7 separate regions of the Mus musculus genome follow, and regions 1, 3, 4, 5, 6 and 7 are each linked to region 2. A link is a contact called in public HiChIP or PLAC-seq and promoter capture Hi-C data. All regions are on one chromosome and are shown on one strand. Each heading gives the region's core, a stretch centred on a gene start, on an enhancer-like site or on the middle of the called end of the contact. The rest is flanking DNA. Distances are from core to core; before and after follow the strand shown. Region 1 holds the start of Tomm40l (translocase of outer mitochondrial membrane 40-like). Region 2 holds the start of Atf6 (activating transcription factor 6). Region 3 holds the start of Nos1ap (nitric oxide synthase 1 (neuronal) adaptor protein). Region 4 holds the start of Adamts4 (a disintegrin-like and metallopeptidase (reprolysin type) with thrombospondin type 1 motif, 4). Region 5 holds the start of Pcp4l1 (Purkinje cell protein 4-like 1). Region 6 holds the start of Sdhc (succinate dehydrogenase complex, subunit C, integral membrane protein). Region 7 overlaps Nos1ap (nitric oxide synthase 1 (neuronal) adaptor protein).

The links. Promoter capture Hi-C pulls out the DNA fragments that hold promoters and counts their contacts. HiChIP or PLAC-seq counts read pairs in DNA pulled down with a chosen protein or histone mark. Capture Hi-C pulls out chosen DNA fragments and counts their contacts.
Region 1: a contact with region 2 is called in an H3K4me3 HiChIP or PLAC-seq map of the SCID.adh cell line, with 14 read pairs. The contact joins the promoter of Tomm40l here to the promoter of Atf6 in region 2. A contact is called at or near these places in 12 of 39 promoter capture datasets (the C10 cell line, the HPC-7 cell line, cranial neural crest and 8 more), 1 of 15 datasets of contacts at CTCF or cohesin (large pre-B cells), 2 of 484 Hi-C or Micro-C datasets (B cells and forebrain), 7 of 115 datasets of contacts at active chromatin or transcription factors (the 230-238 cell line, the HPC-7 cell line, the SCID.adh cell line and 3 more) and 3 of 9 other capture datasets (adipose tissue, liver and pancreatic islet).
Region 3: a promoter capture Hi-C map of pancreatic islet shows a contact between it and region 2. The contact joins the promoter of Nos1ap here to the promoter of Atf6 in region 2. A contact is called at or near these places in 10 of 39 promoter capture datasets (the 3T3-L1 cell line, the HPC-7 cell line, the SN4741 cell line and 6 more), 1 of 484 Hi-C or Micro-C datasets (forebrain), 4 of 115 datasets of contacts at active chromatin or transcription factors (astrocytes, bone marrow-derived macrophages, embryonic stem cells and 1 more) and 2 of 9 other capture datasets (adipose tissue and pancreatic islet).
Region 4: a promoter capture Hi-C map of pre-B cells shows a contact between it and region 2. The contact joins the promoter of Adamts4 here to the promoter of Atf6 in region 2. A contact is called at or near these places in 9 of 39 promoter capture datasets (the C10 cell line, the HPC-7 cell line, HPC-7-derived erythroid cells and 7 more), 5 of 484 Hi-C or Micro-C datasets (the HPC-7 cell line, granulocyte-monocyte progenitors, large pre-B cells and 2 more), 8 of 115 datasets of contacts at active chromatin or transcription factors (the 230-238 cell line, the HPC-7 cell line, the SCID.adh cell line and 5 more) and 4 of 9 other capture datasets (adipose tissue, liver, macrophages and 1 more).
Region 5: a contact with region 2 is called in a promoter capture Hi-C map of the C10 cell line. The contact joins the promoter of Pcp4l1 here to the promoter of Atf6 in region 2. A contact is called at or near these places in 8 of 39 promoter capture datasets (the C10 cell line, the HPC-7 cell line, cranial neural crest and 4 more), 3 of 115 datasets of contacts at active chromatin or transcription factors (the 230-238 cell line, the SCID.adh cell line and pancreatic cancer cells) and 3 of 9 other capture datasets (adipose tissue, liver and pancreatic islet).
Region 6: a contact with region 2 is called in a promoter capture Hi-C map of the HPC-7 cell line. The contact joins the promoter of Sdhc here to the promoter of Atf6 in region 2. A contact is called at or near these places in 8 of 39 promoter capture datasets (the C10 cell line, the HPC-7 cell line, the SN4741 cell line and 5 more), 1 of 484 Hi-C or Micro-C datasets (forebrain), 5 of 115 datasets of contacts at active chromatin or transcription factors (the SCID.adh cell line, bone marrow-derived macrophages, large pre-B cells and 2 more) and 3 of 9 other capture datasets (adipose tissue, liver and pancreatic islet).
Region 7: a contact with region 2 is called in a FOXA1 HiChIP or PLAC-seq map of pancreatic cancer cells. The contact joins the enhancer-like site here to the promoter of Atf6 in region 2. A contact is called at or near these places in 2 of 39 promoter capture datasets (neural stem cells and trophoblast stem cells) and 4 of 115 datasets of contacts at active chromatin or transcription factors (bone marrow-derived macrophages, embryonic limb bud, embryonic stem cells and 1 more).

What each region holds. Positions count from the first base shown.
Region 1 is chr1:171,221,184-171,224,282 of GRCm38.p6, reverse strand. Tomm40l (translocase of outer mitochondrial membrane 40-like) reads left to right here and starts at 1,769. Exons shown (of 10, transcript NM_001037170.2): 1 at 1,769-1,908; 2 at 2,130-2,379; 3 at 2,644-2,711; 4 at 3,023-3,099. The coding sequence starts at 2,265. It also overlaps a transcript of Apoa2 not described here.
Region 2 is chr1:170,866,266-170,869,747 of GRCm38.p6, reverse strand. Atf6 (activating transcription factor 6) reads left to right here and starts at 1,977. Exons shown (of 16, transcript NM_001081304.1): 1 at 1,977-2,098. The coding sequence starts at 2,047. Gm9929 (a long non-coding RNA gene) reads right to left here and starts at 1,918. Exons shown (of 2, transcript XR_003948181.1): 1 at 1,834-1,918; 2 at 1-1,167.
Region 3 is chr1:170,588,503-170,591,758 of GRCm38.p6, reverse strand. It overlaps Nos1ap (nitric oxide synthase 1 (neuronal) adaptor protein), which reads left to right and starts at 1,910. Exons shown (of 10, transcript NM_001109985.2): 1 at 1,910-2,499. The coding sequence starts at 2,395.
Region 4 is chr1:171,248,242-171,251,414 of GRCm38.p6, reverse strand. Adamts4 (a disintegrin-like and metallopeptidase (reprolysin type) with thrombospondin type 1 motif, 4) reads right to left here and starts at 1,286. Exons shown (of 9, transcript NM_172845.3): 1 at 1-1,286. The coding sequence starts at 566. It also overlaps a transcript of Ndufs2 not described here.
Region 5 is chr1:171,194,436-171,197,752 of GRCm38.p6, reverse strand. It overlaps Pcp4l1 (Purkinje cell protein 4-like 1), which reads left to right and starts at 1,485. Exons shown (of 3, transcript NM_025557.1): 1 at 1,485-1,742. The coding sequence starts at 1,734.
Region 6 is chr1:171,148,489-171,151,906 of GRCm38.p6, reverse strand. Sdhc (succinate dehydrogenase complex, subunit C, integral membrane protein) reads left to right here and starts at 1,304. Exons shown (of 6, transcript NM_025321.3): 1 at 1,304-1,348. The coding sequence starts at 1,329. It also overlaps a transcript of Mpz not described here.
Region 7 is chr1:170,437,168-170,440,228 of GRCm38.p6, reverse strand. The region is part of intron 2 of Nos1ap (nitric oxide synthase 1 (neuronal) adaptor protein); the gene reads left to right. Among named protein-coding and RNA genes, the nearest start is that of Gm46171, 100 kb to the left of the region's middle. Within about 2 kb of position 1,573, at least 17 of the 459 cell types and tissues checked have an H3K27ac peak or open chromatin away from gene starts, as enhancers often do. A contact at or near this core is called in embryonic limb bud and pancreatic cancer cells, where this site is marked.

The DNA.
Region 1 (3,099 bases), core at 520-3,019, 350 kb before region 2:
ACACACACACACACACACACACCCCTCACGGACATACAAAAGACACACAGAGAAAATGCTGCATTGGAATTATTGTATTTGATAGGTCTCATGAATGAAATTCCTTTAAAATAATCATGAAATACAAGTCCATTTATGGGTTCTCATCAATGTGTGCTCCCTGCCTCCAAAAAACAAATTCAGAAAAATAGCCTCTGCCCTCCTGCTCCCAACCTCAGTAGTTAAGAGGCTCTGTCCAAATCAAGGTCAAAGGGCCTGGACACTTGATCCCCTTATCAGTTAGGTCCTGGCCCCTGGCCCAGTTCTAACTGTGTGGAAGGACAGAGGTACATTCGCTAGGCCCAGGGCTCTCCAGTGGAGTCAACTCAGTAGCTACTGAAAACATTCCTATCACTCACCTTTTTGCCACCAAGCTTACCCTGTGTGTACTGGAATATTAGTGAGAGATACGGGGGTGGAAGTGTGGAAGCTAGGGAGGGAGAGTGCAACCGAAGACCAAGAAATCTGTTTATTTTAGTTATGTGTTTTGCTTCCACGTGTATCTGTGTAAGAGTGTCAGATTCTCTGGAACTGGAATTAAAGTTGTGGGTGCTAGGATTTGAACCTGGATCCTTTGAAAAGTAGCCAGTTCTCTCTCTCTCTCTCTCTCTCTCTCTCTCTCTCTCTCTCTCTCTCTCTCAAACACACACACACACACACACACACACACGACTCTCTCTCTTTGCATGTATAAATGCAAACAACAGAAGGGTACATCAGATTCCATTACAGATGGTTGTGAGCCACTATGTGATTGCTGGGAAGTGAACTTATGACTTTTGGGGAAGCATCTGAGCCACCTCACCAGCCTCGTCACTGCTCTTACCCACTTCGCCATCTCTTCAACCCTTGCATATGCAATCTTGCATATTTCCAGTTGTCCTCTTGTGGACTTACCTCTAGTGTCACATCACTGCTTGCCCCTGGCCCTGGGGGGAGGAGCGTAACTTCAGGCTGCGGTTGTATTCTTAGATTTTATTTGTCTTTTCTCCATGTAAATAATAACTAGAGAGGGTAGCTGCTTCGGAAGCTAGTTCTGCCCACAACTCTCTCCTCGCCCTCAGAACTCTCACAGTCATTTTTTTTGGGGGGGGGGGGTCGTTGAGACAGGGTTTCTCTGTATAGCCCTGGCTGTCCTGGAACTCACTTTGTAGACCAGGCTGGCCTCGAACTTAGAAATCCGCCTGCGCCACCACGCCGGGAAGGCAAGGCCTGTGAATTCCAGCGGGGGAAGGGGGGACGGCGGGGGGCGGTAGAGGTCTGTTTTGGGGGGTTGGATTGTGAGTAGCAGTCCTTTGGAGGTGGTATAGAGTGGAGAGTTGTGGGGATTCTCCAGCCGGCTTTCAGGAAGGTGGAGGGTAAAGTGAACCACGTCTTCACAACCCCTGAGTGTGATATATTCATAAAATAGGTCTTCAAACTATAGTTTCACTTTTCTCACGTTCCGGTTTAAGGAACTCCATTGGTCTAATAGGCAAAATGCTCCCTCTAGTGTCTTGAATGCTCAAGAGTTTATCTCGACCTTGAGGAGGTTGGGCGGTCTTAAAAGGGGGCCTTCCACTAACGTCTAAAGGGCCACCCACAAACTCCCACTCGCCACTGCACTCGGACTGAAGCCCTGGGGCCTGCAGGCCTGCCACTCTTCTGTTTTCTCCTCTCCTATTGGTCACTAGTAAATTGAGGCACCTTTTTCATCATTGAGTGGGTTGGGTCTTTGGGCGCTTCCTTTGCCCATTTCCAAGATGGCGCCTACGGACATGCTTGGAATACAGGGTGAAGCTGCAGTTCTGCCATTACTCAAGATGGCTGCCCCCATCAAGATGACCGGGTGTGCCTAGGGGGAAAGAGGCTGCAGGATGGTCTGAGATGGTAAGGGCTAGTGTTCCATTGCGGGCAGACCCTTGGGACGTGGGAATGAAGAACAGAGAAACTAGAAAGTCAGCGGAAGCCTGCGGTAGTAGTTAAGACTAGATAATGGGAGAGCAGACGGGGGTGACAGGTGGGGGTGAGGGATCAACGATGGGGCGGGAGTGTGCCCGGGATTCAACTTTAGCATCGGTGTTCTCTCCCCCTACTGTTCCTTATTGCAGGTCTAGCATTGAACCATATGGAAGTTTCTGAAACTGGGGAGCCCGATGATGGGGGGTGGAGCCCGTGGGGGATAGAGGGAGCAATAGATTTTATCCCCAGGCTAACCCCAACCCCTCCCTGTCCTCTGGATTAAAATGGGGAACACCCTGGGCCTGGCACCGATGGGTACTTTACCCCGCCGGAGCCACCGTCGAGAGGAACCGCTGCCCAACCCCGGGAGCTTCGACGAGCTGCACCGGTTGTGCAAAGGTGAGACCGCAGCTTTTGGGTGTCTCAGGATGAAGGGTCATAGAGAAGGGGAGGGTCCTGAATGCTGATGTCCAGTGATGTGAACAGCGAGGGGAGATCACAGCTGGAGCATCCGGCAGTCAAAAAGGACCAGATGTTCAAAGCAGAGCGTTTTGTTGCAGGATTTGAAAGGAGGTCATTTCCTCCAGTGCTTCATATGCAATTGAAAGGGGAGTCCGTCTATGTAGTTAGGGGTCCTTATCTGTGCATGTTCCTTCCCTTCAGATGTATTCCCAGCACAGATGGAAGGCGTGAAGCTGGTTGTCAACAAGGTTCTGAGCAGCCATTTCCAGGTGCTCCCACTGGTCTGGCCCCTACTTACCCCCCTCCTCCCTGCTTGTCTCTGGATCCTCTTTACACCTATTAGTCCTGTCTTGGCTAGGCTATGTGGGACAAATGAGGGGAAGTGTGGGGTCCTCCCCCCCCAATGCCTTTAAGCAACAAGATGTGGGACTTGTTGCTTAAAGTCCAGTGGCCCTCTGCATGCGTTGGAATAGTTGAGGTTTTAAAAAGCCCCCTCTGGATGGAAAAAAAGGTCAAGGGTGGGAGACGGGATTGAAACGAAATAGAATGCTCTGTTCTCCGTTGTCTCCTCTTTCCTCAGGTGGCTCATACTGTGCACATGAGTGCCCTGGGCTTGCCAGGGTACCACCTCCATACCGCCTATGCAGGGGACTGGCA
Region 2 (3,482 bases), core at 728-3,227:
TAAATAAAGACAAATGCTAAGCTAGGAGAAGATGCAACATATACATCAGTAAAATGAATTAAGTAGGCTATGTGGAGACCTACCTGCACATCACTAGGAGAAGGGGACCGAGTAGCACACTTTATGAAAGAGTGGGTGGGTCACAACAGGGCACAGTCTAATGAACATGAAGGAATTCAGCCAGAGAAATGTAAACTATAGTCACACCGATTCATAGTGACAGAAATTGTAAAAGTCTGATCATATCTAGTCTTGGCGTATATGTTGGTGAGGATGTAAACTGCTAATTTAGCAAGTGACCCAGCACACATGTGAAAGGCAGAGTTGCAGAGAATATATCTTATGTACTGGTAAACAATTCAAAGACCCAGATGTCCGTCTCAGGTAAACAAGTATGATGCTATGTATTTAAGGGAATGTAGAAATTAAAACCCCGAGAGAGCTTCAAAGAGTAATGAATGCCTAGTGACAATAATTTGGAGAACATTTCCGTGTTATACATTTATGTGAATTAAAAAAGAAATTCCCCAACACTCAACATATATATTTACAAACAGGTTTAAACATGGTAAAAGTAAATATAAAAAATGGACTAAAGGCTGGGCGGTGGTGGTACACGCCTTTAATCTCAGCACTCGGGAGGCAGAGGCAGGCGGATTTCTGAGGCTACAGAGTTCCAGGACAGCCAGGGCTACACAGAGAAATCCTGTCTCGAAAAAAAAATTTTTTTTTTAAAATTTATATATATATAATTCCAACGACGAAAGGAATGTCATTTGTCGTAGGGGGACTTCAGAATCGCGAGTGTGCGTGTGTTCGTGTATGTATGCATGTATGTGCACGCGCGTGCTGCGTATTGCACATGCATGTGTGTATGTATGTGTGTATGTATGTGTGTGTATGTATATATGTATGTATGTGCGCGCGGGCGGTGCATTGCACGTGTGTATGCGGGTGTGGTCCCAGCCGGACTTCACGAATTCTGACCTGGCTTTCCTCTCACCTTGTTGCATTCCGCAATCGCAATCGGTAGTAACCGCAGCCACGAGGAGCTCGGAGGATTCTGGGAAGCATTTATGTTTGTTTGTAACCATGGGAAAAGTTCCTCTCGGTCCTAGAGGGATCCGTGTTCATTCACCGTCTGGGTTTGAATGCAGTCCCTGGCTACTGAAATCGAGTAAAACCGAAAAGTAAACAACACTAAGTAGGTTCTCGAAACTGTTGTTTCAAATTGCTCACATTTTCCAGTTGGAATCCGTGATGCATGATTCTTCTCTAAAAATATTTAGAATTTTGGATTTTAGTAATAAGAGATTGACAGCTTATTGCGAGTTTTAGAAACTCTTCTTTAGGAGGTAAGTGCGGACATGGAGAATTTATCTTATATATTTTCTTTGTTTAAATTTGTTTGAAGGTGGGTTTTCTACAAGTATTATTTGTGAGAAAGTTTACCTCGGATTCTGTCCCAGTAAAGGAGTGGTTCTAACACATGTCGGAAATTTGTATTTTTCTTTATTTACCGTGTACGTGGAAAATTTTTACAGCGATTGAAAAGCATTTATAAATACAGAATCAGGTTTACTGTCAATTTCTAATTTCGTTCTGAGATGTCTATATCGTAGTATTAAGCACAAAGAACAAGCCACTATGATCAGGAGACTTTTCAGTTTTAGTACTATCAGCGAATTTTAACAAAGCGGTAAAATCTGCGTGCTCTTCGCTCAATTTAAAAAAAAAAAGAGAGAGAGGGAGAGAGAAACAAAAAAGAACAACCACAAAACCCCACAGCGGGACAGAAAGTGCTGAAATCCTCGTAGGGAAATATTTACTCACAAGTCTATTGAGTTTGCTTATCTGCTGACGTCTCCTTAGCTTTGGATCCCAGTTCCCGCGTGCGGTGAGATAGTTTGCCTCCGCCCGGCCACCGTCCGTGTCAGCGTTCAGCTTATTTTGTCCTCCGGCCGCCGCCGTTTCAGGTTACTCACCCATCCGAGTTGTGAGGGAGAGGTGTCTGTTTCGGGGAAGCCGGCTTGTGTTGCCGGCGCCATGGAGTCGCCTTTTAGTCCGGTTCTTCCTCATGGACCAGATGAAGACTGGGGTGAGTGGATCTGCGAATGTACCCGAGCTAGGTCGGGCCGCGTCTGCGGGTTTTTTTCTCCTCCCGATTTCCGCCCGGTGGCGGTGACAGGTGTGGACGACCCGTGTCCGGGGAGCGAGGCCACGGGTTGAGGGTCGTAGAAGAGGCTGGCAGAGCCTCTGGGCTTCTGTCCTGGCCGTAGCAATAATGGAATGATGTTCTAATTGAAATTGCTGTAGTTTTTCAGCGTGTGTTCCTGGTGGAAATTCCAGGTGATCGTGAGGGACCAGAACTTAGTAGGATGATGATTGTAGCTGCCCCAAAGGCTCCAAGCTATTTTCTCAGACTGTGGGCGTGTGGCTGGGGAGCGCTGAGTGTGTGTGTGTGTATGTGTGTGTGTGAGTGTGTGTGTGTGTGTGTGTGTGCGCGCGCGCGCACTGAACGTGTACGAGATATGTTGAGAAAACTTGGTTAAAATACAGAAGAAAATCCTTGGCTCCCAGCTTGAACTGTTGGTTTAAGACATAGATCCAAATTGGCAAAGAAGAAACTCTCCCAAGCACCTGACCTCGTGTCCCTGATTACTAGATCTAACACAAACTGATGTAATCCTGACTGCTGTCCAAACACAGCTCTGAAATCTCTTGTTAAGTCTATTTTTAGTGTTCAGGAAGGATGGACCAGAGAATGACAAGGAACAAGCTTTGGCATCCAAATCCTTAGAGAAAGCTGATAGTCCCTTCTCGATTTCAAGACAGAATGTTAACAGGATTATGTGTGTTAATATGTGAATGGAGTTCTGTAGGTGGCTCAATGGATCCTGTAGTGAGACTACATTGTCCTTCAGTTTTGGGGACACTTTTTTTTCATGGACTAACATTCCACTATAACATGAGTGGGCCCTCAACTAGGAAGTGTTGGAATCCTAGTTTAATTTAACAGTGGCAGATGCTCTCTACAATTACAATCTATAAAAGGTTTATTTTAATCTTTGGGCCGATTTTGACAACTTTCTGGAAAAAAAAAACCTTTAAATGTTCATTCTCCAGTTCATTTCCCCAGCTAAATGCTTTTGTTATAGTAACAGCAGTCACTTGTTTAGGACTTTATTTTGCTAAGCACACTACATGTGTTATTTATGTTATGTTCATAACAGTCCAATGAGGTCCCGCCATCCTATAGATGTTGAAACAGAGGTTGACAGAATCTGTTCTCTGAGTCTTAGACGAGTAAGTGATAAAGTAGGATCAGAACCAGGCTTATCTAACTTTGAAGTCTGTGCCTCTGGTTTTTCTACTCTGTAACACTTGCTCCCCCCCCCCCCCCCAAGCCTAGATTCTTCCTAATGCTAATGTTCTTAACAAGTCTACTTAGATATGTTGGGTAGTTACAATTAGAATTAGTT
Region 3 (3,256 bases), core at 661-3,160, 280 kb after region 2:
GATAGAGAGGAGACAGATGTGTCATAAAGGCAAATGTGGTTTATTAAGGTAGAAGGGGAAATGCTGTGTAAGGATGAGGTTTTTAATTTTGATTGGGCATGTTAATTAGCTGAGTCAAAGGGGGCTTTTGATTGTTGGACTTCAATACATTGATTGACAGTTGGACCTTGGTAGTCAGCATCAGGAGGAAAAAGTGACCAAATAAGGGAATAGACCTTGATGGATAGTGTTAGGAATGTAAGCTAATGTTTTTAGCAAGGTGGAGGGAATGAAGAAGGGTAAAGCCAGCCAGAGCCATGTTTGTTATACGTGGGCTGGCAGAGTCTCTTCTAACAATATCAGCAGTCACAACAGATTTATACAACAAAAGTTGCTAATTTTTGTCTCGGGGATCTCAGCTTTGACACTAGCTGGGCTAGCTGCTATTGGGGTGTCTGGAGCTCTATGAAGAGGTAGAGTACAGCTACCTCTGTATCTGAATGTTGTGTGACAAACCTTTCTTGGGAAGACAGCAAACATCTATTCATCCCAGTAGGAAACTCACTGCAGACCAAAGTACGGATACCACCAAAGTTCCACTTGGTTATGGGTTTTACTGCAGTTACTTACAGGACAATGGGTGAGAGGCTACCTACAGGACCAGAAATGTCTCAAAGACAGCTGCATCATCAAGGCCCAGACCAGTATTGGTGACAGCGCACAAAAGCTGGGGACCTGGAGTACACTTCGAAGCCCACAGGCAGCTCAACAGGTTGGAGAGTGTCCTTTCCAAGTGACTCTGATCTGATCTAAACCTCTTCCTGGCAGCTTAGCTGGTTTCTGCTGCTTCTAGGTCTGGTCTGAGTCTTTGCAGTTTATCTCCTCCGAGAGACTGCTTTTGCAGCTCAGCTTCAAGTTACTTGAGCCTCTCTGATTTTCTTGTTTATACTCTGGCAGGGAGGGGCCTGGTGGATCTGGCCAGTTTCAGGGACTTCCTGAAACTTCTTGGAGTTGTTTACCTTCCAGTTTAAAGACCTTCCCTGCTGGACGCTGGACAGAATGTTTCAATTTCAAAGGAAACTGTTACACAACCCTGTATCTATGAGGTTTACACACTCAGGTCTCAAATCCTGCTTTGGCACGTTCCTTCTTGCTTCAATAAGAAGCCTCACAGAATTCTGGAAACGTTCTCTTTCTTCCTTTTCTTTTCTTTTCTTTTCTTTTCTTTTCTTTTCTTTTCTTTTCTTTTCTTTTCTTTTCTTTTCTTTTCTTTTCTTTTCTTTTCTTTTCTTTTCTTTTCTTTTCTTTTCTTTTCTTTTCTTTTCCTTCCTATTTCTTTTCTCCTTTCTTTCTTATCACCAGCCAGTTAAAAAACTTTAATAAATGACATAAGAACATTCTGCAATTTCTTGTCCCTAGTGCAGCCTACTCCAGTTCTACGAGGCTGACGACTTTTATATATTTAAATTCTTCGCAAAGAAACCCTGCTGAGCCCCCAAATGCAAGCCACACACCCAAAGGGACAAAAAGCACTGGAGACAGCCCTCTTATTTGGTTTTCGCCTTGATTCTGAGGAGAAGCGGGGATCTCTGAATTAATGCTGTCCAGACCGAGGGTATCTGGGATAGATCTCTGGCCTTCTTGGGAAAACAAAACCCAATATTAACACCGCTTCTCTCGGGCTCCCCAAACAAAACCAAAACAAACACACACATGCAAGGCGATGCCGTTTCGCCACTACTAGTTAAGCGGACTGCGCCTGGATCGCCACGCTCCTGCGGTCTGGCCAGGGCGAAGTTCCCGGGTCTCGGCTCAGCGCTGCGGGGACTTTCACCTGCTGGGCGCGCGCGGGGCGCGGGGCGCGGGGCGGACCCGGCGGCGGCGGGCGGGGCTCTAGCGCGCGGGAGGAGTCGGTCCAGGCCCGCCCCGCAGGAGGAGCCGCGGGCTGGCAGCCGATCCGGCGTCTCCGTGACAGGCACCCTGCTCCGCCGCCACCGCCACCACCGCCGCCGCTGCCTTTCTTCCTCGTCCCGGGCCGTGCGCGCCGAGCTCGGGATCGGACTCCCGGTCTAGTCCCGCTTCTGGCCGTGCGCCCTTCGCTCGGCGTCCCGGTCCGGGGCTCCGCGCCGCTCGCTCCCGCCTGCCCGGCCGCCTGGCCGCCTCCCCGTAGTCAGAGCGCGGCCACCGAGCTGCTCGCGCCAGCCGCATCCGCGCCGCCCCTGCCGCTCGGCCCTCGGGAGGCTCGGCTCCCGGTTCACCCCTGCCACCTCCTGGCACCCAGGCTGCCCACCTCACGACCCGGGTCCTCGCCGCCGCCTCGCCCGGCCCCACTGTTCTCTGCACAGGGTCTCGCCAGCTCTTTCTCGTCGCCGCCACCGCCGCCCCCTTGGAGCAGCGGGTCCGCCGCGGGTCACCATGCCCAGCAAAACCAAGTACAACCTTGTGGACGATGGGCACGATCTACGGATCCCTTTGCACAACGAGGACGCCTTCCAGCACGGCATCTCTTTTGAGGCCAAGGTGAGGGGCCACCGGGAGGGCAGTGCCCTGAGAGGGCAGGTCTGGGGGAATGGGGTGCCAGCGGTCCTGGACTCAGAGCAGGTGGGCTAGGCCTTTCTCAGCTCTTGCCCAGAACAGCTAAAAATGAGCACCTGCAAAGTTTGAGGTGTACTGCCTCTTCCCCGTCTCCTACCTGCAGACACCCCATCCTCGCCCGCCAAGGCTGGATTGAGTTACTTCCCGGAGAAGGCTGAGCAGCGCAGCCTGCATGTCTGGCTCTTTAGAAAGCTTTAAGGAAGCGCTGGTGTTATTTACCTGCTGGCCTCCCATGAGAGAGGTGCTTTTGGAGGTGTTTTAAAAGGAGAATGCTTGTTTCCTGACCGGTTTTTAAAAAAGTTATATATATATGTGTATATTTCACACACACACACACACACACACACACACACACACACACACACACACACACACTCATTCCAAGTAGTTGAGTGTAGGTGTTAAAAGTTACTTCCCAAATGTCTGCTTTTGGACACTTTAGCATGTGTCAGTCATTGGTGTAGTAGTGGGGTGAAACCTGTTTTCTAGTTTTGTGGTGCACTGTTAAATCTCAGCAGTTGCTGATGAAGAATTTAGCCCAGACTGGAATTTGCAGGGTCAAGGCCAAAGCCACCCTTGGGGGAGGGGTGGAGTGGAAACCTCGCTGGACCAGTGGTTGTGTATAAGACAGGCAACCCGGTGACCTGACCATGAGGCACCTCTCTGTGTAAGGAGTTCTGGC
Region 4 (3,173 bases), core at 37-2,536, 380 kb before region 2:
ATGGGACCTTGGCTGCTGGCAGGACTCTTCCGGCGTAGGATGTGAGCCCCCGGTCCCCCAGCAGAGTTAAGGGCGCCTCCTTCCAGAGGCTGGAGGTGGAGTTCGGCCCCACGGTACTGCAGTACCCCTAATAGGGCTCCCCCGTCCCAGTGCAGAGATGCCACCGACTCCGGATCTCCATTGATGGTGCCAGTCAGGTAGGTACCTGGCTCTGCCCCACCCAGCATCTCAGGTGCCTGGCCCAGGTACTGTACAGTCAAACCCTCTACCTGCACCCCAGGGTCCTGTTCTAGTTCTAGTAGCAACATCTCCCCAAAGGCTGGCAATCGGTACAGCAGCCTGGCAGGAACGCCTGATCCAGGTAGGATGCTACTGCCATTGAGCTTCTCTGGAAACACGATCTCCTCCTCCCGGGGGAGGGGGCTGGCGGGCCACGCTAAGGACAGGAGGAAGGCCAGCAGCAGCAGCCTCCGCCACTGCACAGTGTGAAGCGGCAAGCAGGGTTGGAATCTTTGCAGCCAGTGCCCAGTCAAGCCCCTCCTGGGATGCAAGCCCATCTGGGACATGGTACCCGGGCTGCAGCTGGGATGGATTGAGGCCATCTGCGGCACCAAAATGCTCCACACCCTAACTGTGGAAGGCTCCTCGTTAAAGCCAGAAGGGCTTTGGGGCTTGTGCCAAAATCTGAGGCAAAGTTTTTAAATGGGCTAGGGACTTTCAGAGAAGATGAAAAAGAAAACAGCCCCTGGGCTCAGGAAAAGTGCCCACGGGTTCTTTCTGCTCCAAAACTTCCTCCTTTGCCTTTCTGTCCCAGGTCTTTGTCTGTGACTCCTTGGCTTCTCCCTCTGCTCAGCTGTCTGGCTTTGCCTCAGTGCTCGCCCTGTCTTTGCCTCCTCCTCCTCCTCCTCCTGCTGCTGTCTCTTTGTCTCTGTCTCTCTCCTCTTCTGTCTCTCTCGTTTCTGTGTATCTGTGGGTCTTCCCCGGGTTCTCCCCAGCCTCTCTCCCCTCCAGCTCTTTTAAGCATCCAGAACCGCCCTCTGTGTGTGAGTGGCAGATCTGTAAGCCACTCAGCCAGAAGCTTGGTCACTGGGACTCTGAAGGATGGAGGATGTATCATTGCTTCCCAAAGACCTTAGTGGTTTTCTTTTTTCCTTAAAAAAGAAGGGGGGGGGGAGGGAAGGGACTTGCCCAGGGGAAGGGAATCTCTAGCAAGCAGATGCATTTAAGGCACTGAGCCAGCTGATGACACATCTTTTTTCCCAAATCCCACCATCAGCCCTCAGCTGTCTCTTTCCCGGTCTTTTTTTTTTTTTTTTTTTTTTTTTTTTTTTTTTTTTGTGGGACAGAGCCCCAGGGGAGGTCAGGACTGGGGGAAAGGGTCTGGACAGCAGTCACAGATGAGACTCTGTCCTGGGAGAATTCAGGTCCTTCCTATCCAGCCTGGTCTAGCCTATGCTTCCTCACTTCCTTGAGGAAGTCATTTATGCTACCCTTTACCCCAGAGGCTAATCTGTTAGAGCCAAGCTGTCTGGGTTTAAAAGGAAGTGGTGAACAGGTAAGAAAACATTAGGAGAGAAAGAAGAGAGGATGGGACCAAGGCACTGAGAAGAAGAGGTGGTACACACAGGAAGGCAAGGAGACAGCTGTTAGAACTTTGTTAGAATGGAAACAAGAAAGAAACAGACAGAAAAGGAGGAGCTAACTACTTGTCTTTTTATAGGAGGAACATCCAGAGTAGGTCTGTTCTCATTCATTCTCCTTCTCTCCCTCCCTCCCTCTCTGAAGCCCCCCCCCCCCCCCCGAGTTACCCCAGCGTCTAAAGCATAGAACAGCCATTCCACCCTAGGCCTCCTCCTCCCCAACTTCCTGAGTGCCCATTTCCCTGGCTCAGCTCCCAGGAGATTCCCCCAGGCTCTTGGCCCCGTTCCTACCCACACCCAGCTACCCCAGCACACCCCCACTACCTCAAGTCAGCCAGACCCTCACCTAGACAAGACCTGCGCTCTCTCTCTCTCTCTCTCTCTCTCTCTCTCTCTCTCTCTCACCCAGAAGTCATCTCTGCTACTTCCTTGACCCCACCTTTCAAATCCAATAGTTCCTGGAATATCTAGTAATCTTTGACTCCTCATTTCCCATGGGGGGAGGGGAGGAGACACACACACACACACACACACACACACACATCTCAGAGAGAGAGAGAGAGAGTGAGAGAGAGAGAGAGAGAGAGAGAGAACCTGGGATGGGGATAGTGACCAGTATGTGTATGTGTGTGGGTGTTAGAGGAGGGAACTAATGACTCTTCTGCTTCCAGAACTGGGGGGGACTAAGAAACCAAAGCACACTCTCTCAAGGCAAGGAAATGAAGCATTCAGGAGCGGGGCAATTTCTGCTCACTCCACCCTATGGCCACTTGTTTCCCCAGGAAATCCCCAGGAAGGAGAGTACACTCAGCAGTCCCTTCCCTTTCCCAGAGAAGCCCCACCTCCCCTGCCCCTGTCCCCTTATTCATTCTCTGCCTGGTCAGCTCCTGTCCCCCACATCATATTCCTCAGAATGCTTCCTCTTCCCCCTCCCTTCCTGCTCCCGTCACTAATACCTGTCCTGGTGCCTATCACTTCCTGAACTACCCACCCTCTGGTGATTTCCAGTCTCACCTCTTGACCCATCACATGCCCTGACCCTCCCTGGTCCTGAGCAGAGGGGCTGAGGCAGGAGGAGTCAATCACACAAGGGATGAGGGACCAGAAGGGACAGGGGCAAGAGGAGCTGTCACCAGGATACTCTTATTACCCCTTTCCATCCCCCCATCTGAGCTGAGAACAAAGAGTGTGACTAAGCAGTGAAAGACAAAGGGCCACAGAGTGGCAGCTACAGCACGTGGGGAGGGGGGTGCTGGCAGAAGGAGAAGGCACAAAAGATGCAGTGTCCTAGGTAGCCCCCCAAGAGTTCTCATCCCAGTTCCTGCTTGAACTACCCCCAGGGCTAAGCAAGCTAGAGTCTGTCTTGACTTCACATAGGATGGATTAACACAAAAATGAGGAACCCCCCCTCCCATCATCACCACATTTTGTGTTTAAACTATATCTCAGGAAGAAAGGCCCAGAAAAGGAGAGGTGGCTGTAGAGGGTAAGGGGACCAAGCCTCTGCCTTGACTTTCTGGGGACCACCTTGTC
Region 5 (3,317 bases), core at 236-2,735, 330 kb before region 2:
TGGAGCTGGCTTACAGGTTCAGAGGTTCAGTCCGTTTTCATCAAGGTGGAAGCATGACAGCATCCAGGCAGGCATGGTGCAGAAGGAGCTGAGAGTTCATAGTTTGAAGGCCGCTAGAGGAAGACTCACTTCCAGGCAGCTAGGATGAGGACCTTAAAGCTCAGGCCCATAGTGGCATGCCTATTCCAACAAGGCTACCCCTTCCTGGGCCAAGCATATACAGACCATCATATACACTAAAATTTATTTACTATATGTATGAGTATATGCCATATTCCCATGTTTGTACAGGTGCCTGGAAGTGACTTCTGGAACAGCAGCAAGTGCTCTTAGCTGCTGAGCCACCTCTGCAGCTCCTCCACTAAAATTTAAAAAGAAGACACAGTGTAGCCCATGAAATTTATATGAAATTCAAACTTCAGTGGTCACAAATACATTTATATCAGATGGAGCCATAGCTGTTTGTTGACATAAGTATTTGTGCCCGTATTCAAGTGCAGTAGGAAATGGCTCAGCAAAGAGTACAGCGATCCTACAAAGAAAAAAACATTTATTATTTGATTGTTACCTGGAAAGTTAGCTGATCCCTAACCTACAGGGTGAATTCTCATTATCATCTCAAAGCTCATTTCATAGCAGCAAGAATTAAGGTTTGTTTCACTAAGGACAACCTTTTCAATGCTAATTAATTGTTCATTAGAAAGATTCCAGAGGAGTATGCTGTACAGAGTGAGTAGGAGCCAGCCTAGTTAGAACTTTAGTAACTGAGGCAACCAGATTCCTATTAGAAACAGAATCACAGGATCTCAGATGGATCTTTCCCCCATCTTCCTAATTTCTAACCCAACAGAGGAAATGTATAAACACAAAGAGTCAAGTTAGAAAAAAAGACCGATTGAGGTCTTCCTTGAAGTTGGTTGTTGAGAAGAGACCAAACCACTGAATGGTAGTGACAAGTCACAGTTACAGTTGTTAACAGTCTGTGATGGTACCAACCAAAGAATATATCTATGAAAGCTGCAGTATCCGGGTTTGACTGACTGAAGCTGTAAGAGATTTTTATGAAGTCAATAAGAACTGTAGGCTTGAAAATTAAAGAATTTCCTTAGATGAAAACTAGATAGATAAACAGAACTAAAAGGTCTGTGTGTTTACCTGTGTTCTGTTTATTTTCTTTTTCCTTAAACGATATATACAATGTGAGGTTGAGCTAAGGCTCAAGAGCCTTAGCTGTTCTTCAAGAGGACCAGAGTTCAGTTTCTTCAGTTACTACTTACTACTTCTCTTTCCTTTACCGGTTCCCTACTTCGTTTTCTGTCTTCTCATCCCCCATGGTCTCCCCCCTCCTTCCCGCTCTCTCCGTCTTACCCTAGTTTGGAAATGCAGCAGATTTCTGAGCCTGCCACCACTGGGTTCAAGGAGCTGTCAGTCTGCACTAGGCAGAGTTTCTATTGGTTGGGCTGGAGGCAGGGACCGCAGCTCACTATAAAAGGTGGAGCCGGTCAAGGCGCCCGGAGCTGCTGACAGGACCAGGTCAGAAGGGGCTCCCTGAGCAGCGCTGCAGCCGGAGCATTTGGGGCAGCATTAAGCAACAGCTCGCAGCGTGCACTCTCCCCTCCGAGCCCTCCAGGGCCCCTGCCCCGGAGCCCAGCAACTCTCGGCCGCGGTTCACGCACGCATCTCCGAGGACCCCTTGCCTCACCTGCGCCTGCCACGCCCGTCCGGCCGCCGGGATGAGCGAGGTGAGTGGTGCCACTTGGCATACCCCGTCACCTCCGCGTCCGGGCCAGGGCTGCGGCGGGGAGAAGGCTGCGGCTCCAGGTCCCGGGAAGCTAGAGTTACTCTCTGGATGGACGCCACTGCCCCTCTAGGAAAGCCCCTACCTCCCGGCTCTCGGAAGCCACTGGCAGGGGGTGCTTTTAGCCTAACAATTGCAATAGTGCTTTGGGGAGGGGGTGACTGGAGTCAGCTGTAAGCGGGAACTGAGCTCTCGGGCAGATAAACTCTCTTGGGTGCTATCCTCCGCATCTATATCGTATTGCTCCGAGGTTACCATGGCTTTCTTTGATGCCCTCACTTCAGTTCTCTCCGACCTCCGCTAGGATTGTGTGGTTCTTGCACTCTATAAGTAGCAGCCAACAGCTCCATCCCTGGCCACCTAACTCCCTCCCTTCGGGTGGCAGTTTTCACTTATTCAATGAGGAACGATGTGTGTGTGTGTGTGTGTGGGGGGGTACCTGACGTCCATGAATACTGTAGAAGAGGAAGGCACATCTAGCACCTGGGGAGATGTTCTCTTCCAGAGAAGACCTCCCGTTGCAGTGCAGTGCCTGTTACATCCAAATTTTCGCACAGGTTCTGTGGTGATGGTCATGGGAGCCAACCCGGTCCTGTAACTGGTTGACTCGGTTCAAAGAACACTGTCCATGGTAACACATTAAGAAGAACTGTCCCTGTTATCTGACTTAATTTGTAGCATCCCAGGCAGATCCTCTTATCAGGAGACAAGATTGTCGTTCCTGGATGACGTCGATTTGAACAGTGGCTTAGCATGCCTGCCTTCTGCGGCCCCATTCTTAGTAAGCGCGCCCTTGTGTTCAGTATGTTGCTCAGCTGTATGCCAGTGCCTAGTTGTGCTACTTAGTAGCTCTGTGGCCATGGGAGCATCACTTAATTTGTCTGTGCTTCAGCTTTCTATCTGTAAAATGAAGGTAACACTGGTTGTTCTAAAAGATTAAATTATATATGCCAAGTACTTAGCACTCTACCTGGAGTCTAGTAGGTTCTCAATCTGGAATCTGAGTTAGCTAGTGTGCGTGCGTGCGTGTGTGTGTGTGTGTGTGTGTGTGTGTTTCAAGTTAGTTGGTTACAGAAAAACAGCTTAAGAATTGCCAAGCCTCCTTAGAGCACTTGCTAGCAATGAGTGGGTTCAATCTCTAATACTGAAAGCAGAGAGAGAGAGGGAGAGAGAGGGAGAGAGAGAGGCAAGAGACAAAGAGACAGAGACAAGAGACAGAGAGGATTCCCTGGAGCCCGGGCCTGTTTAGCTAGGAAAGATGAATATTTTCAGTAGTTCTGCTGACTCTTACCAAAAGTTATCACCTAGGGAGTCAATTAGTGCCAGCTGCTGTGTTGTCGTGGTTGCTATGTCCACTGAGTTTATCCTGGAAAATGCAGCTCGCTTGGTGGGCTGCAGAGGAAGGAAAGTTTCCAGTACCTCAGCTCATGGTGACAGTGACCATGGCAATCCTGCAGGAAGAAACTAATAATAAAATGAAAAGGAGTGACCTTCTCTGGCCTTTTCCAGCTCTGACACG
Region 6 (3,418 bases), core at 55-2,554, 280 kb before region 2:
ACAGCCACTGCTACCAACATGAAACTTATGTTTTGAGGTAGCTGGCACTGAATTGTGTCGCGTCCATCTTGAAGATCAAGAAACACTGCAAAAGAGATTCCTGCACTGAACGGAGGGTTGGATGAGAGAACCTCAAAGGTCCCTAAAAGTCTACAAAGTGCTTTCTTTGTCTAACGTTACAAAAATGCAAAATAATATTATTCATTTGATGAAGGGGGGAAAAAAGCGAATTTGTGCTATTTAAATCCTGAAAGGAAAAAGGCAGGAGAGAGCTAGATTGCTAAATATAAATGGGATCTGAATATTAATACATTCAAAAAGAGATTTGCTACAGAATAAGAGTTGCTCTGGGCTGCCCCCCTTTATTCTTTCTCCCTTTGCCTTGCCACCCCTCAGCGCCCAGGGTCAGGAACTTTGACATTTCATTTCATGTCTTTCTCTCTTTCCTCAGTCGAGAGACTCTGCAACTGATTTCTGTGCTTGGAATCCTCAAAACCGTGGATATACAGTATATATAAATCAAAGCGGGTTCTCCTCCACACCCCTAGGCTCTTGTGGCTGTGGGTGTCACCCACATATCGCTGAAAAAATAAACAAAAGAGCGTTGTCTTTGGCCAGTGGGAGTTTGGTTCGTGCTGCAGCTCAAACCCTGGAATTGCCAGGCCTAAAGGAGGTGGTGAGAAAGGATGCCAACATTGAAAGGGATGGCGGATGGCCCTCTGGCAGCCCACGACACACTCCCTACGGCCCAATTTGGGGTACGGTTTGCTTATCTTGCTGGGGATATGGCTTAAAGGTATAGTGCTTGCCTAACACGGGAGGCACCAAGTTCAGAAGAAGGCCAAACTAGCATTTTTCCTTGGGTGTCTCAGCCAGCTAACTAGGGGATTTTTAAGACAACTTGGAAGGAGGGGGGTGAAGTGAGCCTCTGAAATCCTCAGGGAATAAATAAGCCGGAGAAGTGGCTGCCTGGCAGAGCGAGCCCTACAAAATAAACACTCGGGCAGGTAAACGCACTAACGGTAACCACTCGGCGATTTTGGCCAAAACTTTGACAAACGACGCTAGCTAGAAACTGGCGCGTGAGAGGAAAACCGAAGAACTGAAAAGCAAAGCAAAACAAAAAACTAAAACCAAAAAAAACCAAAAAGAACCCAAAACAAAAAAAGTACCATCCACCAAGCCCGGAACACAAAGGAGGTTCCAGCCTAAAAATTCTGAGGTGTCATATGATAGTCCCCGCCTCCGCCCCGCCGGCTCCGCCCCCAAAGGCAGGGCCACACGGGGGGAGGAGCGATGCGTCATTTCCGTCCAGGCCGGAACTCAAGATGGCTGCGTTCTTGCTGAGGTGACTTTAGCCTGGGGCTAGGAGTCCACGCCCGCGACCGTTGGGGGAACCTGAATTAGTCCCTGAGGGGGTGACAGCGGTGTGTGCCTTGCGGGGACAGGGAAAGGACCTGCGGGTGTGCAGGCCGCGCCCCTGGGATCTTAGCACCCCCTCTTCTCCCCCGGCGGAGAGGCTCGGAAGGGCTTAGAGGTCACACTGTGTGTGGCCGAGTGGCGCGGCTGTCATTGTTTCTGCCTCGCCCACCTCTAAAGCCTCTTCGAAAACTGCTCTTGTGGCCCCAAAAAGCTGCTGTAACTTCGAGATCAGCGGGCCCCTAGGCCTGCAGTTTTGGGGGGACTTAGGGATTGTAGAGGGAGGGGCTCCTTGGAGCACCTACTGGGTGCTTTAACTCCTGGCAATCCTGCTAGCAACCGGTGGAAACTGTCGGGCATCCTAATGCATCCCTCCCAAGCCAAGGTCAATAATAGCATCCACAGTGGGTCTCTTAATGTTGCCCAGGAAATCCACTTTGTTTTGTTTTAATTTTGGTTTTAGCGGGACAATTGGGTGGGTGGGTGTCACCACCTTTCTCTAAAGTGTCCATTTTCTGTCCAGAGAAATAGCTTAGATTTCCCCTTGTTCTGAATTCTTCACTCATTAGCTATCATCCACAGAGCCTTTATAGTTGTAAGGGCTAGTGACATTTCTGGTACAAATCCCAACCCAGTTTTGTGCCAGTCCTATTTTTGGAAATTATTTGTTATGGAAAGTTAGCTTCAGTGCTGTTGAGATTCCAGACCCCGATTCTCCCAAATATGTTTTCATTTCTCTTTCCACTTCTGTCATGCAGTATAAAAATAGAGGGATTCTGTTTAGTCTTTCTTTGTAAAAGTGAGTCTTGGGGAGTTTGGATTGGTTATCTTTATCCTTTATTTTTATCTTGCTGCGCATCCTCATAGCCGAAGGACAGGACCAGGTTTTCCAGAGCTGTATCTTTCATCCCTAATTTTGACCATAATTAAATGCTTTCAAATTCTATGATGTAACACATGCTGGTGAATGTTAGGGCATATCAGGTCAATGGTTTAACATTTAGCTTAAAATGATCATATTGGTTCCAGGCATTTATCTTAGGAGTTTCGGGATTAGTATGTAGAGTCTTCATCTTTGGGTTCTTCCTGGATCTAGCCAGTCTCACATGGAAATTATTTGAAAAGCAAATTCCCAAAGCAGTTTGAGTGTGTTACCTGCCAAGCATTACACTGAGTCCCTGGGAGGGGACTGTGGGTGTGTCCTGCTGTCACCTTCCGTCAGTCAGATATTCTGTCATCCCAGCACTAAGAATTATTTACCTCACCTTCTGTCCTCATGTAGATTGGTTGTGTCTACAAGTAATTTTTTTCCATATTTTTGTGTATGGATTGTACATAAGTAGCTCTCCCCACCCCATTTACCTTAAACCATAGAGTGTAACATACAGAATATTTAAATTATAATAGGCATTATAAGTAATACAGAAATTACTGGAAGTATAAGAGAATGTGCACAGGGCATATGTAAATGCCACACCATTTTACATAAATGACTTAATCAGCTGCTTGTGGAGGCACACCCCACCCTTCTCAGCACTTAGGAGACTGAGGCAGGAGGGCTGCTGTAATATTGAAGCCAGCCTGAGCTATAGAGTGAGTTGCTGGCCAGCCTGGGCTGTAGAATGTGGTACTGTCTCAAAACAAACACTTGCTTCCAGCTATAACTGTTGATAATTTTTTTTTCACTTTTCTTTAGTATGGGTGTAGGTGGCTGCACATGTGCTATATGGCTTGTGTGTAGGGTTCAGAGGACAATTGGGAATTCCAAGGGCCCAACTCAGGTTGCCCCGCTTGGTGGCACGTGCCTTTTCTCTCTGAACTATCCCACTGGCTCCTAGCTGTAACATCTTAAACAACATTCCCAGTGTAGAGAGTCTTTTCAGAGTTTCTGGTTTCACATGAAAGGCAAGGATAGATAACTACTTTCATATTTCCAACAAGGTTGTCGACTCTGTACAGCTTGTTTCTGTAGGGGCCTTGTGCAAAGCTCGCACTGGTA
Region 7 (3,061 bases), core at 324-2,823, 430 kb after region 2:
TGCTGAGATGGTAGCAAAAGTCACTTTGTTTTTGATGTGTAGCCCAGGCTGGCCTCAAACTTGTAATCCTCTTCCCTCAGACAAGTCTTCCGATTACAGGCCTTTGGCTCCATATGGGGCTCAAATCCAACTTTTTTTTTTTTTTTATCTGAGTGTAGCCCTGTGAAAGCTGTGTTCTAAGAGGTCTTTTTAATAGAACTTTTGTCCTGTGAAGTTAGCAAGATCATTCTGGCATCTTCTCTAAGTGGCCCAAGGCCTCCATTTCCTGAATACCTTCTAAATGAGGCCTGTCTGTTCCTCTCTCTGAATCTTGTATTGTTTCATGCCCGACCCTGCCTTTTAAACTCTGCCTCCTTTGCGGGTGCTGCCCTGCTCTCCATCCATTTCCAGTCTAGTCCCAAAGATTCTTTCCCATCACGGGAAGCGTGGACACTGCTCCCACATGGGTCCAGCCCAGGCACCTCAGGGTATGTTTCAGAGCTCTGTGGAAGGACTGCCTGTCTACAGCCTCAGCCCTCACTCTTGTGCTTAACCACAGTGCATGTTGAATTTGTAACCATGGTACTTCTGGGGGGGTCCCACAAGCTGCGTTTTGCCAGTAGCACCGAGGCAGAACTCCACTCCGATTGCAGCCCATCTTTGCCTTGCTTGTGTGCAGTCCTAATTGGCCAGCAGTGTGTCTTTTATAATATTCTCGACCCATTCATTTAGATTCTGGTGACACTTCCCGAGGGTTTTTTCCTGGCAGCCCTTACTCTTATAAGAAGAGATGTAATACAGAGAAGAGCTTTATTTATTTATTATTATTAAACTTTGACTTAATTTTTTTTTGGTCAGCTGTTACAATGTTTAGTTCCTGGTGCCCTGCTTCTGAGACTTCTCTTTATAGAAAGGTTGACTCAGTGATCCTGAATTTGAACTTAGTCATTGCCCTACAGCAGCCTCTCTGTCAAGATTTTATTGTACCATGCAACCATTAACAGAAAATACTGGGACAGCACTTAAGGGCTCCCCAAATTCTCCCTGGGTTTCAGGTTGCGAACCTTGAAGCACAAGCCCCCATGGCCTTTCTGCGACATTCTCCTTGGCTTCTGTATCTTTAGAGTTACCTACTGTTGCACGTACCTGTAGAGGGGACACTAGGAGTTTCGTCAAGCCTGGACTGTCAAAGGCTCTCTGGTTTGTGTTTCAGGCTCTTTGGAGTGTGGGCAACAGTGCAGAAACATGCCCCATAGGGAGATCAAAGCTTTGATGGCAGACGGATGCAGTCATTGCTTTGCTTAATTAAAATCAGGTTTATGTGCCTGCCAGTGTGATTAGAGACAAGGGGTAGTTATCCACACATACAGGGTAATGGTGAGCAATTCCTGGCATTCCATCTTTTGGTCCACAGGGGCCTGGTATGCAGGGAGCACTTGCCTGCCTCACCCACTCATGATGTGAACTTATTCCTGTGCACAACCCCTTCAAACACTGAGAAATCTATGTTTGTGGCCAGATACGATGATGTACCTATCCTATTTGCTGAGTGAGTCATAGAAATACGGATCCTGAGAGCTGGAAGGGACTGAACGAGTCATCATGCCCCATCCCTTTGAGATGAGAAACTAAGGCCACAGATGCTCTGTGAGAGTTGGTGAGGAGCAGAGCCAGTTTCCATGTCACTTCTGTCCCAGAGCAGAGTCATGTTTCAAATGTTAAATACAAGTTGGTGATTTAGATTCTCGCCCATCTTCCCCACAGGTGCTAATTAGCCAGCCACTGTTGAAGAAACCCTCTGATTTTGGTGCTGATTTCCTTTATTGGATTCCTTTGTATGTTGAAACTGTATATCAGGCCAATCCAATTTTATTATCTCTGTGTGTGTAACCCCCAGGTTTCTAATGCCAACCAATAGTTCTGAATACCTGCGATGTTCCAGGCCCGGTGTGGATACTTCCCTCGGTTGCCAGTTTGAGGGTATAATGTTGACTCCATGTAAATGCTTGCCTCAAAAAGGTACCTTATCATTTATTTAATGCTAAGGAAATATGTTAGCGGGCATATCTCTCACAACTCACTGCTCTGGTTTTTAAAGTCAAAGGACACAGGTTAAAAAGGTGTCAAAGGATATCCAGAGAGTCACTGGTAGAAAGCTGTCCATTCCTATGTGTCCCATACGATGACACAGAGCTGTGTGTTTCCTTGGTAGTCTCTGAGGAGGCAGAGCTCCTTACCCTGTAGTTGTGTCTCATCTTCTCATTGTCTGTCTTCTAATCTTGCTTCCCTTTATAGAATTACCCCTCTCTTTAAAACAATTACCTACCTACCTACCTACCTACCTACCTACCTACCTACCTACCTTCTCTCTCTCTCTCTCTCTCTCTCTCTCTCTCTCTCTCTCTCTCTCTCTCTCTCTCTCTGTGTGTGTGTGTGTGTGTGTGTGTGTGTGTGTGTGTGTGTGTGTGTGTGTGTGTGTGTAGTGTAGTGTCTTGGGGAGAACACTGGAAGTCAGAGGATACCTTCCATCTTTACCTGGGTCCCAGGGATGAAACTCAGGTTATATGGCTGCTGAGCCCCCTACCTTAAGGAGGTCTTTCAGTTTCCCTCTGGCCCAGGCTGGCCTTGAATTGTAACCTTTTTGCCTCAGCCTTCCAATTGCTGGGATTATAGGCTGCCATATTAACTTCTTTGCTTTCTAGAAAACAAAAAACCTCCACAGCCATTGGGGGTAGAGGGATATTGTTTCTCTCTTCTGCTTGTTTCCTTTGTACAAAAGTGCAATCTATATAAAATGGGACCTGTAACTCAAGACCAGTCTGTAACTTCGAGATTTTTCCACCTGTGTCACAATTCCTGAATAATGTCTTGGAGGCTTATTATTTATTTAAAAATGTCTAGGCCATAAGCTTTGGCTTGTTCCCCAACTAACTTGTAACTTATTATTAACCTGTTTATACTATTCTATGTCTTCTATATGGCTAGTTACCTCTCCTCAGTTTCCTATGTCCGACTTCCTCTGAGTCTGGGTGGGGAATCTTTTCCCTTCTGACAATATCCCACAGTTCTTTCTCTCCCTGCC